4 separate regions of the Mus musculus genome follow, and all the other regions are linked to region 4. The links are chromatin contacts, called in public ChIA-PET and Hi-C maps. All regions are on one chromosome and are shown on one strand. The core of a region is the stretch at or near the end of the contact, and the rest is flanking DNA. Distances in the headings are between cores, read along the strand shown. Region 1 has its middle 43 kb from the start of Lyst. Region 2 holds the start of Tbce (tubulin-specific chaperone E). Region 3 has its middle 16 kb from the start of Lyst. Region 4 holds the start of Gng4 (guanine nucleotide binding protein (G protein), gamma 4).

What was found. Hi-C and Micro-C count contacts between places; a contact is called where the count stands out from the background. ChIA-PET counts read pairs in DNA pulled down with a chosen protein or histone mark.
Region 1: a contact with region 4 is called in a Hi-C map of cortical neurons, with 2.6 times the contacts expected there. The contact joins the enhancer-like site here to the promoter of Gng4 in region 4. A contact is called at or near these places in 2 of 39 promoter capture datasets (embryonic stem cells and pre-B cells), 1 of 484 Hi-C or Micro-C datasets (cortical neurons), 2 of 115 datasets of contacts at active chromatin or transcription factors (large pre-B cells and memory CD8 T cells) and 2 of 9 other capture datasets (adipose tissue and macrophages).
Region 2: an RNA polymerase II ChIA-PET map of memory CD8 T cells shows a contact between it and region 4, with 37 read pairs. The contact joins the promoter of Tbce here to the promoter of Gng4 in region 4. A contact is called at or near these places in 1 of 484 Hi-C or Micro-C datasets (embryonic stem cells) and 2 of 115 datasets of contacts at active chromatin or transcription factors (bone marrow-derived macrophages and memory CD8 T cells).
Region 3: a Hi-C map of muscle stem cells shows a contact between it and region 4, with 3 times the contacts expected there. The contact joins the enhancer-like site here to the promoter of Gng4 in region 4. A contact is called at or near these places in 2 of 39 promoter capture datasets (embryonic stem cells and pre-B cells), 2 of 484 Hi-C or Micro-C datasets (both in muscle stem cells) and 1 of 115 datasets of contacts at active chromatin or transcription factors (memory CD8 T cells).

Annotation. Positions count from the first base shown.
Region 1 is chr13:13,545,371-13,548,528 of GRCm38.p6, forward strand. No RefSeq gene overlaps it. Among named protein-coding and RNA genes, the nearest start is that of Lyst, 43 kb to the right of the region's middle. Within about 2 kb of position 1,556, at least 13 of the 459 cell types and tissues checked have an H3K27ac peak or open chromatin away from gene starts, as enhancers often do. A contact at or near this core is called in cortical neurons, where this site is marked.
Region 2 is chr13:14,038,198-14,041,483 of GRCm38.p6, forward strand. It overlaps Tbce (tubulin-specific chaperone E), which reads right to left and starts at 1,441. Exons shown (of 17, transcript NM_178337.3): 1 at 1,341-1,441.
Region 3 is chr13:13,573,198-13,576,368 of GRCm38.p6, forward strand. No RefSeq gene overlaps it. Among named protein-coding and RNA genes, the nearest start is that of Lyst, 16 kb to the right of the region's middle. Within about 2 kb of position 1,559, at least 99 of the 459 cell types and tissues checked have an H3K27ac peak or open chromatin away from gene starts, as enhancers often do. A contact at or near this core is called in memory CD8 T cells and muscle stem cells, where this site is marked.
Region 4 is chr13:13,782,850-13,786,193 of GRCm38.p6, forward strand. Gng4 (guanine nucleotide binding protein (G protein), gamma 4) reads left to right here and starts at 1,458. Exons shown (of 4, transcript NM_010317.3): 1 at 1,458-1,794.

The DNA.
Region 1 (3,158 bases), core at 306-2,805, 240 kb before region 4:
TCTTCCTGTATCCTCACATGTAAGAGGAGAGGAAGGGATGAAGAGAGAGAGCATAGACAAAAAAGAGAAGAAATAGGAGAGAAATAAATAGATACAAAAAGAGGGGTGGAGGAGAGATCATGCAAGGACAGGGCCCCACCCCGTGACCTCACCTAAATCCCTTTCCCTCTTAAAACCCTGGAATAGAGTCTTCATTTAGGGAGACAGAAACATCCAACACACAATTACCATAGACAAAATAACAGGATCCAAAACAGCCTGCACTCAAACGCTCCAATTATCGCACAGTCTTCCTCGCGTACACTTTTCTGGTTATTATGTCTCTTTGGTCATCTCTTATCCACTTCTGAGCCCTTGAAAGATGACTGGTCTGACCCCATTCTAGAATTCTCCCTCTTTCCATGAATGTGTGTAATTTGTGATGTGGACAAGTTCGAAGCCCCTGAGCCCCTTGCAGAATGCCCCTCAGCATGGATTAGTCTGTTCATTTCTAAATAGGTTCGGATTACATCTCTCAGACAAGAATGCACTCTGAGTGTCATGGATACCATGCAAGAGGAGGCCCCATTTGTGTTTACATTCTCTCTCTCATTCTCTCTCTCCCTCTCTCTGCTTTTCTTTTAGGAGACCTAAACACCCTGCTTTAACACCACTTAACTCTTTTTAGATGATCTTTACCTCTCTCAATTGTTCATTAACAGCATTTTAACGTTCATTTTAACTCAGCAGCTTGACAGTTTTCCTAATTGCATTTTTTTCCTGCTAAAGCACACAGAGAGCAATTCACTATTTTTAAGCCTCTCATTTTCCTCCCCTTGACAAGGCCTTATATAGCTCATGCTAGCCTCAAACTCCTCACATGTCGAAGGATAACTTTAAACTGTTGTGTGTGCACATGTGTAAGGGCTGGTATGCAGGTGGCAGAGCACCCATGTGGAGGTGAGAGGATCACTCCCATGTCATTCCTTGCTTTTTGTCTTGCTTGAAGTAAGTCTCAACTAGTTTGCTCCTGTTTAAACACCATGCTAATCAGCATCTCCACCTCCCATCTCACCACAGAGATGCTGGGAACAGACAGCTCCTGGGAATCCAAACCCAGGTCTTCACACTGTGAGCAAACACCTGGTCCACTGAGAAATCTCCCTAGTCCTTGGATTTCTTTTCTTTTTCGCAAGTTTTCAGGCTGGCCCTCAACTCACAGAGATCTTCCTCCTCTGCCTCCAAAGTACTGAGATCAAAGCATCACTTATGGGTGACCCTTGAACTCCTGATCCTCCTGCCTCTATCTCCCAGGTTCTGGGATTGTAGGTATGCACTACATACACATGCCTGGTTTATCTGAGTCTCATTATTCCACTGTCCTGTGCTTCATTGCACACGATGGAGAATAATACAGTGTAGCTTATTTACTCTTTACTATTATTTAGGCTCTTGTTATTGGTGGTGTTTGTTTTGCTTTTGGAAATGCTGACTGCATGAAAGTCTTTGCACTGTCTGCCTGTCATCCTCTCCTTTAAGAGACATTCCTGGAAGTGTACTGTACGTTCAGTTCTGTTTTCCATGCAAGCAGGCAGACTGCTCTCCAGAAATATCACACAGTTCACACCTTCAGTGAATCAGCTGTAAGGGAACAACAGCTCCAACACACATGGAAACAGGCACGACCAGATGGCAGAGCATTTTGCAAGAGAACTGGCTGGCCCAGATGCTTCAAAAATGTTCACATCTCAATAGACACACATATGTATGCACTCACATAATACATGCATGCTTGCCTACACATGTCACCCGCAAGACATAGGGTTAAATAATTTCTCAGAGCTCCAAATGAAAGGTGTCAGATGCTCTATTTTCTCCTTGGCTTCATTTTATTTTATTTTATTTTATTTTAAGAGAAACATTGGACAGGGGCAGAGAGATAACCCAGTCTATAAAATACTTGTAAGTATAAGAATCTGTGTTTGGTCTCCCGAACCTGTGTGATCTAAGCTTGGTATGGTGGTCCAGGCTTATAAACCCAGCTTTCATCCCAGCAGTAGGTAGGTGTAGATAGGCAGATTCCTGGGCCTCACCTGCGTGGTGAGTTCCAGGAAGATGAAAGACTGTAGCTCAAAGGCAAGAAGAGCAGCACTTGAGGAATACACTCACAGTTGCCCTTCAACCTCCTCTGCATGTGAGCACGTGTGTACAAGCACCTACATACACATATGTAGCTCCACACACATGAACACTCACACAATCAAAAATAAGAAAGCACTGGTGACAACTGATCAAGGCGGCTTGTGCCTCAACCACAGATAATGACCAACAGCTTAGAAAACAGTAGTTTGATGCTGTTGAGTTTCCCTCTGGATCTGAGGGTAAGGAAATGACTTTTGACTCTTGTTAAAAAGAAAAGAACAGACTCCCATCATCTTCTCCATTGGAGTGGCAGGGTTATCTCCCTGCAGGCCCTCCCCACCTTGACCATCTTTTTGTTTCTCACACTTTTGCCAATCTGTAAGTCAATAACTCGCCTTGCTTTCCACAGCTCATCTCTGGTGCACTCGGAGTTCTCCGGCATATTAGCTACTTCCACATCTTTGTCATGAGATGCCTGACAAAACAAAAGAAAGAAGGAAAAATGGGGTTTGCCCATTGTTCCAGAGGGTTCAGCTCATGAGTGCTTGGCTGCATGTACATGAGAGAGCATCATGGCGGGAGGAAGCTGTGGTGGAGGAGAACTGGACTCTGACAGAAAGGAAATAGATTCTAGGAAGGAGCTAGTGACAAGCTATTTCCCAAGGACCCACCTGACTTCTCTAGCTAGGTCCCTCCTTTCAAAACTTTACAAAATTAACCCTCTGCTGGTGACTTTTATGTCAATTTGACCCAAGCTAAAGTCATTCAAGAGGAGGGAATCCCGTTTAAGAAAACAGGGGGACTTTTGGGATAGCATTGGAAATGTAAATGAAGAAGAAAATACCTAATAAAAATATTTATTTAATTAAAAGAAAAAGAAAAAAGAAAAAGAAAACACCTCCATAAGATTTGGCTTTAGGCAAGCCTATAGGGCATTTTCTTAACTAGTGATTGATGTGGGAGGGCCCAGCCCATTGTGGATATTGCCATCCCTGGGCTGGTAGTCCTGGAAAGCTGAGCAAGCCATGAAGAGCAAG
Region 2 (3,286 bases), core at 191-2,690, 260 kb after region 4:
ATTCTCAATTGAGGAATCCTGAATGCCCAGGAAGCGCCTAAAGAAATGTTCAACATCCTTAGTCATAGGGAAATCAAATCAAAATGACCCTGAGATTCCACCTCACACCAGTCAGAATGGCTAAGATCAAAAACTCAGGTGACAGCAGATGTGGAGAAAGAGGAACACACATTTTCATTGTTTGTGAGACTGCAAGTTGGTACAACCACTCTGGAAATCAGTCTAGAGGTTTGTAAGAAAATTGGACATAGTACTATTTGAGGACCCAGTTATACTACTCCTGGGCATATACACAAAAGATGCTCCAACATATAACAAGGACACATGCTCCACTCTGTTCATTGCAGCCTTATTTATAATAGCCAGAAGCTGGAAAGAACTCAGATGTCCTTCAACAGAGAAACTGATACAGAAAATGAGGTACATTTACACAATGGGGTACTACTCAGCTATTAAAACAATGACTTCATGAAATTCTTAGGCAAGTGAATGAACTAGAAAATATCCTGAGTGAGATAAGTCAGTCACTAAGGTGGATGGCAAGAAGTGTGCAGACTGTAGCCTGATATAGCTGTTTCTAGAGAGGCGCTTCCAGAGCCTAACAAATACAGAGGCAGCTGCTAGCAGCCAACCATTGAACTGAGCACAAGATCCCTAACGGAGGAGTTAGAGAAAAAAAGACTGATGGAGCTGAAGGGGTTTGCAACGCACAGGAAGAACAATATCAACCAACCAGACCCTGCAGAGCTCCCAGGAACTAAACCATCAACCAAAGAGTACACATGAAGGGACTCATGGTTCCAGCCCCATATGTAGCAAAGGATGGCCTTGTTGAACATCAATGGGAGGTGAGGTCCTTGGCCCTGTGAAGGCTCGATGCCCCAGTGTAGGCGACTGCCAGGGCGGCGAGGTGGGAGTGGACGGGTGGGTGGGGAGCACCCTCAAAGAAGCAGGGGAAGGAAGGATGAAATAGAGGGATTCCGGAGGGGAAACCGGGAAAGGGGATAACATTTTAAATGTAAATAAAATATCCCCCTCAAAAAAAGGGAAAAAAATCTGAATACTCCTCTCTGCCCTCCCACCACCCTCCACCGCTGTCCACCAGAAACGTCAAAAGGAAGAGATGGCAGCATCACTTGAGACCCACGCCCAGATGTTAACGGGGGAGGGGTGGGGAGGATCCAGAAGGCGCTTGGCGCAGGCGCACTAGCCTTCCGCTGGGTCAGCCCACAATGGGGCCCAGCCGACCGGAGAAGTCTCGGAGCAGAAAGCACACACTCAGGCAACCCAGCCCCATTGGGCAGCTCGCCACCTCAGCTCCACGACCTTACGAAGCTCACCTTCCCTCTGCCGGTCTGTCAGCACCCAGAGACCCTCACGCAATCAGCGACGAAGCTTTCGGCTCTAGGCGGAAGTATCTGGAGACCGGAAGTCCCACCTCCGCAGAGGAAGTGATGAAAACCACTTTAGCCCTTCCAAACGCGAACCCTATTGTCGCGAAGTGCTGGTAAGGTAGACACCGGAACTGCAACCCCGAAGGACTGTGGGACCAGTCGATTTTGCGTACTGTAGTTGATTCAAGACGCGAACTAAAAGTTCATAGCTGGGCGTGATGGCTCATGGCAATTACAATCAGCACTGGGAAGGTCGAGGCAAGAGAGATGGGAGGAGCGGAGGGGGGTTCATATCTAAAAAACAAAAATGTTTCATGCTTATGGGCACTAAATCACCGTAGGGAGTTCATAGTTACATAGAAAGGTGTAGTGTTGATCCCTCCAGAACTGGAAAGAAAAAGTTAACCAGCTAAGGCATGAGGGAGAACAAGAGTAAACGCAATGTTTTAAGTAAGTCACCACTTTAAACAAGACGTTCCTATGAATCGAGTGTTTTGGTTTATTTTTAGATGTTAAAAAGCCAGTAACTATTTCATTGAAAACAAATTTAAGATGCTATGTATATAAGCATATCGCAATGTGACCCCTCATATTGCTATACCTGAAGCTGGCAAAAACTTACTTGGAAGAGCTCCGGCTTTGCTGGATCCAAGTCAGTTTGACCAGACAGCACCACGAAAACAGTAATAAAAGAGTGCTGTAATTCAATCCAAGAGGAATTGCACAACTCTGCTGGGAGACATAATTAATTATAAATCTGTTTTATTGCACAGCAGTGAACGAGAACCCTGTAGTGAATCTGTTGTCAGTGGTTAATGAAAGATGAAATAAGCTGCCAGAACCTTTCCTGTTTGAAACCGTCTCAGTAGTCATAGAACATGACTCACTCTTGCCTGGAGGGGCTAAGCTACTATTGTCATTTGGCAAGTCTCCAATAGAAACACAGACCTTCAGATGGGAGCGTTTTTCAAGGACAACATTTCATGAAGGTGCTGCTGCTGATTGTTTTGAGACAAAGTCTCACGTATCCTAGGCTGGCCTCAAAACTTGCCAAAGTCAAGCTGGGCGTGGTGACGCCCACCTTTAATCCCAGCACTCGGGAGGGAGAGGCAGGCGGATTTCTGTCACCTAACTACCAAAGTCAAGATTGGTCTTAATTCCTTAATATCCTGCCTCCATCTACCAAGTGCTAAAATCACAGGCTTGGCCCACCATGCCAATATCTCCACATTTATTGTAACTTCATGCTTTTCAAGGAAGTGTTGATACAAAACACATGCTAGAAAAGAGATAGGCTATTCTGAACCAAATTTAAGTGATCTTGGCCCAGAAACGTTTACTGAGTTTACCCTGAATGACTTACTGTAGAAGAGATCATTTGAATTTTTATACTTTTACACAAGAACACATTCCTCTATATCTCCCAAGTTCTCCCTACCTTCTACTTCCCGTGATTATTTTGTTCCCCCTTCTAAGTTGGACTGAAGCATCCTTACTTTGGCTGGCCTTCTTCTCGAGCTTCATATAGTCTGTGAGGAGGAATATTGCTAGCTTTGCATGTGTGAGTCTTTAGGTTTTATCCTTAGAACTGTCAAGAATGATGATGGTGGTGATGAAGAGGAGGAGGAAGAGGAAAGATACCTACTATTGACCCTTGGCATGACAGGCACATACATGCATACTCACATACAGAGGTACCCATACAAATAAGTACACAGAAGAACATTCTAGTAGCTTGAGGTATGGGCAGGTGCAAGGGGCTATTGCCAGAGCCAGAGCTGCTGGTTAAGCCTGATCAAGATGACAACCTCCCAAAAGCACCGAGACTTCGTGGCAGAGTCCATGGGGGAAAAGCCAGTGGGGAGCCTGGCTGGTATTGGTGAACTCCTGGG
Region 3 (3,171 bases), core at 309-2,808, 210 kb before region 4:
AGCCTAACTACTGAGCTCCAGGGTGGTAAGAGCCCCTGTCTCAAGCAAAACCTTAAGTGAATAGCACCCGAGAAATAACATCCATGTGCACATGCCCCTGCACACATACATGCTTGAACATACATGAACATATACTCACAAATATGAATTCAGAAATCCATATCTGATGTGGAATAAGAATGACAGTAGTTTATAATGAACATATAAAAAAAAGAATTAATATCATAAGCATGAAAAAAGAGAGAACCGGTTCTCAGCATAAAGGAAAGGACATTTTATGTTTAGTGACAATTTGCAGCCAGAAGGCGAAAGGCAGTGGCTCTGGGTCCTCCAAGGATTGAAGAATTCTTAATCCAACTTCTGAAGCTTCTCTCAGAAACACAATTAAGGCTTGTCCCTGGGCAGGAGCATCCAGGAACAATGACTCAGGAGAGTGATCATGCAATCTCTAACCCAAAATCCTCACTGCAGACACACTGCAAAGGAATGGGGCTTGCTTTGCCAAATTTCCCATGTGATTCAAACATGGCCACTCGCCAGAGAGCCAAAGGGAGAAAGGGCCATTCCGAGGAGACTTGGAGATTTCCTAGCACCACCAGCGGGTGAAATGGCAGCATGGGGCTTTCAGAAAGCCATTCCCAAGGACGATTTGGCTTGGAGAGGAGCAGGAAGAGTGCCAGAGTTGCTGATGCTTTGGCTTCTTTCCACAACTTGCATGGAGACATTGTGTACTTGCAGTGACTGAGAGTTACTGATTGCCTTTACCATCTGCTGCTGTGTCTTCTTCAGGTGACATCAGAAGGCACAGAAAGGTTTGCCCTTGTCATCATCCAATGAGGCCCTGGGTTGTTTGAGTCAACTGTTCTTGCTCCTCTAATGCTGGCAAAATGATGCCACCCTAAGTCAGCTGAGAGGAAGCCAGGATTTAAGTGCAAACAAGACACACAGCTTGCTTAACAGCATGGAGCACTTCTGCTGCAACTAGGTAGATGAGTGCTAATGGGGCTGCAACGAAAGTGCCCACAGAGTCACTTTGAAAGGAAAGCCCTCCTTCCTCTTCTGAAGAAGGTACTTACAGTGCAGGTAGGCAAACATATTTCTGAGATTGCTTAGCCCCGGCAGAAAGCATGGGCATTTGGGGCAGGCAGACTGGGTTTGGGTTGAGAGCTTGGGTACCACAGGACAAGGTAATGATAAAAAAATCCTTGGCAGCACTGGTGCTGCAGGATGCTGGCTCTTGCACACTGCTTGTTCTGAGGGTGGCTGGTGCCTTGGCGTAACCTCTGGGAGGGTCTGATGTAGGAGAATAAAGCTCCTTCCCAGAGTTGGGTGAGCTGAAGGCCTTTTCTGGGGAGAAGCCAGTCCTGATTTTCAGGTGCCAGAAACTTGGTTTGGACAGGACATTACGGAGTTAATAAAGGGGCACTCTATAAATGGGAGCAGATGGGCTTATGTGGGATCCAACAAAGCGCATGAAACCAAGCCTATTCAAAATATACTTTGTGGGCTGAGGATGTAGCTCAGTTGCCAGAATGCTTGCCGAGTACGCAGGAAACCCTGGGCACCATCCCCGGTACCACATACGCTGAGTGTGGTGGCACAGCTCAGCACTTGAGAGGTGGAGGCAGAAGAACTGTAATCTCAAGGTTAGCCCTCAGCTACACAGTGAGTTTAAGGATAGAGTGGGTTCCGAGGGACCCCTGCCCGGTATCAAATGATCTATAAGGGCCCTGGTTGCAAGTGACCAGGAGCCATTGCTCTGTAGGCTGGGACACTTGAGGATGTGGAGGGGTCAGCTTGGCTGAGGGTAGAGAAGTCAGGAGTAAATAATAAGACAACTCTTCTCCCATCTATCCGCTGCTCGACAAGTCACTGCTCTATCCTTGCATGGGCTCCTTGTTTCTCCTCCCTACCCTCCTCCATCCTTACCTCCTTGCTGAGTCTCTGTGAGGGGGGGAGGGGGATACACAAGTGTCTCCTTGTCGTTACCACTCCTCTGTCCCTTCCACCTTCCATTCATTCTTTATTCCGCTTTCCACATGATCTTTCTAAAACACAACCTGGTCAGCTCTCCACTTTGAAAGACTCCAGTGGTGCAGCTGGGGCGAGAGCTCAGTCACTGAAGTTCCTGCTGAGCATGCGCAAGGCGCTGAACTCTATCCCTAGAAATGATTTTTCAAAAGCCTTGACGTGGTGCTGTGCACCTGTAATCCCAGCGCCGGAAACAGACACAGAAAAGTCCCCTGGGCTGCCAGTCCTGCTAGCCTAGCCTACTTGGTAAATTCCAGGTTAGTGAAAGACCCTGTCTTGAAACCCTCATAGCCTCTGAAGGTGTCCTCTGGCCTGCATACACATGTGACTGACTACACATGCATCTGTGTAGTTTTACACACACACACACACACACACACACGCACGCACGCACGCACGCACGCACGCACGCACGCATACCTGCACACCTGCACACCTGCACACCTGCACACCTGCACACCTGCACACCTGCACACCTGCATCTTTTTTTTCCTGTTCTTTGCTAGGAATTTCTAATCCCTTTCTTATTTCCTTGTGCTATTCCCTTATCTGGAATATCTTTTCCTTTTGTCTGGCTGCCAATCCCTTCCTTGTATTTCAAAACAAAGCTGTCTCCTCTGGGAAACTTTATCTGTTCTCCTTTCACAGTAGGGTTAACTGTCCTGCTTCCTAGCCATACATGTATATTTAAATATATATAACAAAATTTACTATTTTAACATGTATTTGTGTGTATGTTCACATGCACGGAGTTGCATGTGTGTGCAAGTGTGCTTGCAGATGTTTCTGTGTGCCTGTGTATGGCAGCCAGAGGCAACCTCTTGCTGTTGTTCCTCAGGATCTATCCACTTTACCACCTGAGATAGGGGGCTCTCACTGGGACCTGGCACTGGACAATTCAGCTAGTGTGGCTAGCCAATTACTCCCAGAGGTCTCTGCCTCCCCAACACTGGACTACAAAGGTATGTGGCAAGCCTGGATTTTTATAAGGGTGCTAGAAATTGAACTCAGGTCCTTAAGCTCGCATGGCAAATACCTCACATAAGTGCACAGATCAGTGGTCATAAGAACATCGCGTCCATTTCCACAACTTCATCTTCCCCAGCTGAAACTCTGTCTTATTAAATACTCATTCTTCGC
Region 4 (3,344 bases), core at 208-2,707:
GGTCTCTTTGAGTCGGCTGCCCCTCTACCCTTGTACTCAACACTGAATCAACTCCGTTGCTTTTAATTATCCTTAATCATGATATACTTAGGATATTTAATGTGTCCCAGAGGTCCGATGTGTTACTCGTTTGGCCCCCAGAAGGGCTGCTCCTGGAAGAGGGTAGGGTCTTTGTATAGGAGGCTGCCCAAAAGGATACAACTCCCTCCAGAGCCCTAGAGACTGAATATTGGTCTGACAAGAAGGGGCCTGGGAGAAATGGAGGAGTCCCAGTAGCCACCCAGTCTACCGGAGAGTTTATCTATTGAAGTGCCATGCAGTTGAACAGTTGGCACAACTCGTTAGAATTCTGGTGAGAGGAAACCTAAGGTCAACTTTCCTGCAGCTGGTTTGTGGAAAGAGTGTACAACCGAGCCAGGGCTTGCAGGGGAGACGTGAATCCAAGAGGAAAAATAGTGGACACGATTGTGTGCTGCTTGAATTTTCAACAGTAGTGACTATAGGATCTCAGCCTCTGCCTTGTGAATATTACTGGCTAAATCATTGCGACGTCATTTAATTCTGAGGCCTAAAGGGACTCCTGGGAACTGTGAAGACAATCAGTGTGATTTCCCACCCCACTGCGTCTTTCCAGCCTCTCTGGGCAGTTTCACTCAGCAGCCTAAGTGCACCTCTGTCCACGGTACTGTGAGGCATGTCAGATAGATATGCGAAAATCTAAGGCACCCTGTGTAGTGTCACTTTCTGCAGGGATAGTTAGGGAAGGTGAACAGGAGGAAGGAAGATTTTCAAGAAATCTGTCAGTGGTGTTCAGACAGAAGTAATACGGTTTCCTCCTTCTTTATGCATTTACTGCCTGAAATGTTTTCTCTGCTTCTGTCTTCAGAGGGCTTTGTATTATTTCCTGAGTTGAAAAACAGACGTGGCTGAAGCTGCGTCTCAAGGAAGAGGAGTTTGGTAATTCATCGGTTTACAATGAGACTCACAAAACACAGTTCCATTAGGACGAGGCTTGGCAGGCCATGACCATCTCACCGTTGGGAGTCGCCAGGATTCCCCGTGGCAGCAGTTCCTTGCTGTCCACTCACACCCTTGTGACTGGCTGGGAGGCAGCTGTTCTGCCAAGCCTGGCCGGGTGGCGGTCTTGCCCGCGTTGCTTAGCGACGTCTGCGTAAGATTGGTGCGCATTTCCAGATGTTCAGCATCTGCGCTAACAGCGCCCACCTTCCTCGGCGTGAGGCACCCTAGGTGTCCCCAGGTGAAGTACCCTGAGCTGGCCGTCCCCACTCTGCACTTGGGGATCTGCCTCGAGCCATAAACCCTCCAAGGCTGCGCACTCCCCGGGAGGGCGGGTTTGGGTGAGGCCCGGGATTTGGGGCGCGCGGAGCCCGGAGTGGGAGCCCCAGTGACGCACCAGTGACGTCGGCGGCGGCGGGCGGGATTTCCCGGCCCCTCCCGGCGCGGGAGGAGACCTGCTGCGAAGGAGTGGGTGCGGCCAGCGTGGCGCAGCAGGCGAGGGTTGGGGGGTCACCGTCTTGCACCCAGTGGGCCCACTGCGCAGACCCGAGGTCCCGCTTGCGGGTGGCTTTGCTGTGGCTTGTGCTCCGTGCCGCGCCCCCTTTTCTCCCCAGACGCGCAGGGTCTTCTGTGGTCCGGGACCCCGCGGGTGGCGACGCGGGGCGCGCTTTCACTGAGCCCGGGGCGAGCGATGCCGCTTGGCCTGGCCAACCCCGTCGAGCGCCGCGCCGGGGACCCAGCCCGCGTCTGAGCAGCGCCGGCTGCGCGCCGGCTGCGGTAAGTGGCGCCCGAGGCCCCCGGGAGGGCGCGGCGCCTCGTCGGGGAACCTCGGTCCGGGCCCCGACAGCTCCGAGAGACCCTGGGCGAAATCTAAAAGTCTCAGAACTGAAGAGATATTCTAGCTCCTGGGTCTTCCCTGGAGGTGCCTCAGCACGCTTCACAAAGACCTGTGGTTCGTTGTGGTGGCGGCCGCTTGGTGCACGGCCGCGGGGCGCCTCCAGCCTAAGCCTCCCTAATGTCCACAGGTAGCCCGAGTCTCGGGGGACACAGCCGAATCCCCCGGGGTCGAGGAGGGCCGAGGCCCTCATGGGACTCTTCTTCATCAGTGGGGCGTAGAGGTCCCTTATGGCTGGCCATGATCATAAAGGACGCCCCCTCGTCCCACCCCCCACCATGCAGAAGATCACAGGAGATGGATGGCATGGCCACTGATAATTTTGTTTGGAGCAGTGTTTTGGCAGGGGTTCGCAGACGCTCTCTGCTTTCCCGACGCCAGGACAACTGCCTGGGGTAGAGAGGGAAGAGCACGGTGACCTGGGCGAGTTTGTGCCCTCCCTCTCGATGGCGACTGTCCCCGAAGCAGGTGCTGAAACGCGCTGCTGAGCTCACGGGGCATAGCTTTGGGAGAGCGAGCTTTGCTTTAATTTTTAGTCTCCTGGGAAATAATGAGGCAAGATGCCAGTTATGGCTGCAAAAGGCTCCTTCATTTAGACTAGTCTGCTTCTTGTCGTGTATTTTGAGCTAAGATGTGAGCGAGGGTACTTGCAAATGTGAAAGTTTGATCCAGTGATAGATAAATCCCGTCCTCGCTTCCCAGGCCTCCGGGGTCTGTAAAAGGCTGGCAGCAGACAGGCCGGCGTTTCAGCCAGAGCAAGTCTGCGAGACCGTGCTAGGGTTCCGGTGAAAAAGCGTCACTCCTGCCGTCTGCTCCAAAGCGAGGTGTGATGGCCCCCAAGGCTGCAGCTAGGCTCTTGGGCTGCGTGCAGGCTGCCTGGTTCTTCATTACTGGGGCACCACCGCCCTTTTCCTCTTGTTGGCTTGCAAGGAGGAAGGCAGCCACCTCCTCCTCTGGTCCTGTTAACCTGGTATTGGCCACTTGGGGGTGGGATGGGGAAGACCTGGTGCTTTCAGTCCTGAGAAACAAGACACAAGGTGCTTGTAAACTGTACTTGGGGTTTCTGGATTTCTCCGGCCTGCTGAGAGGTGGCGATGAAAATGCAGAACCTGCTGGGGTGCGTTGCTAGCCAAGGGACTCTCGGGCTCAGAGCTATGGAACCTGCAACCGTTAGGCCCCAGTCCTTTCCCCTCCTAATAAAACCCATGGAGGAAGCAATGGAGGGAATTTTGGGGCAGGGAACTGCACAGGGAAGGAAGGGCCATCCTGACTAGTTTATGCCTGTCTGACTAGCTGCCATCCCCCCTTTTCATGGTAGTCTGTGAGAAAGTACCCATAGGGGAGATTTCCCTTGTTCATTCCCTAGAATCTGAAGAATGGCCATCCCCAAAGCTCCCAAATCTCCATCGCTCTTCATAATTGTGGATTTTTA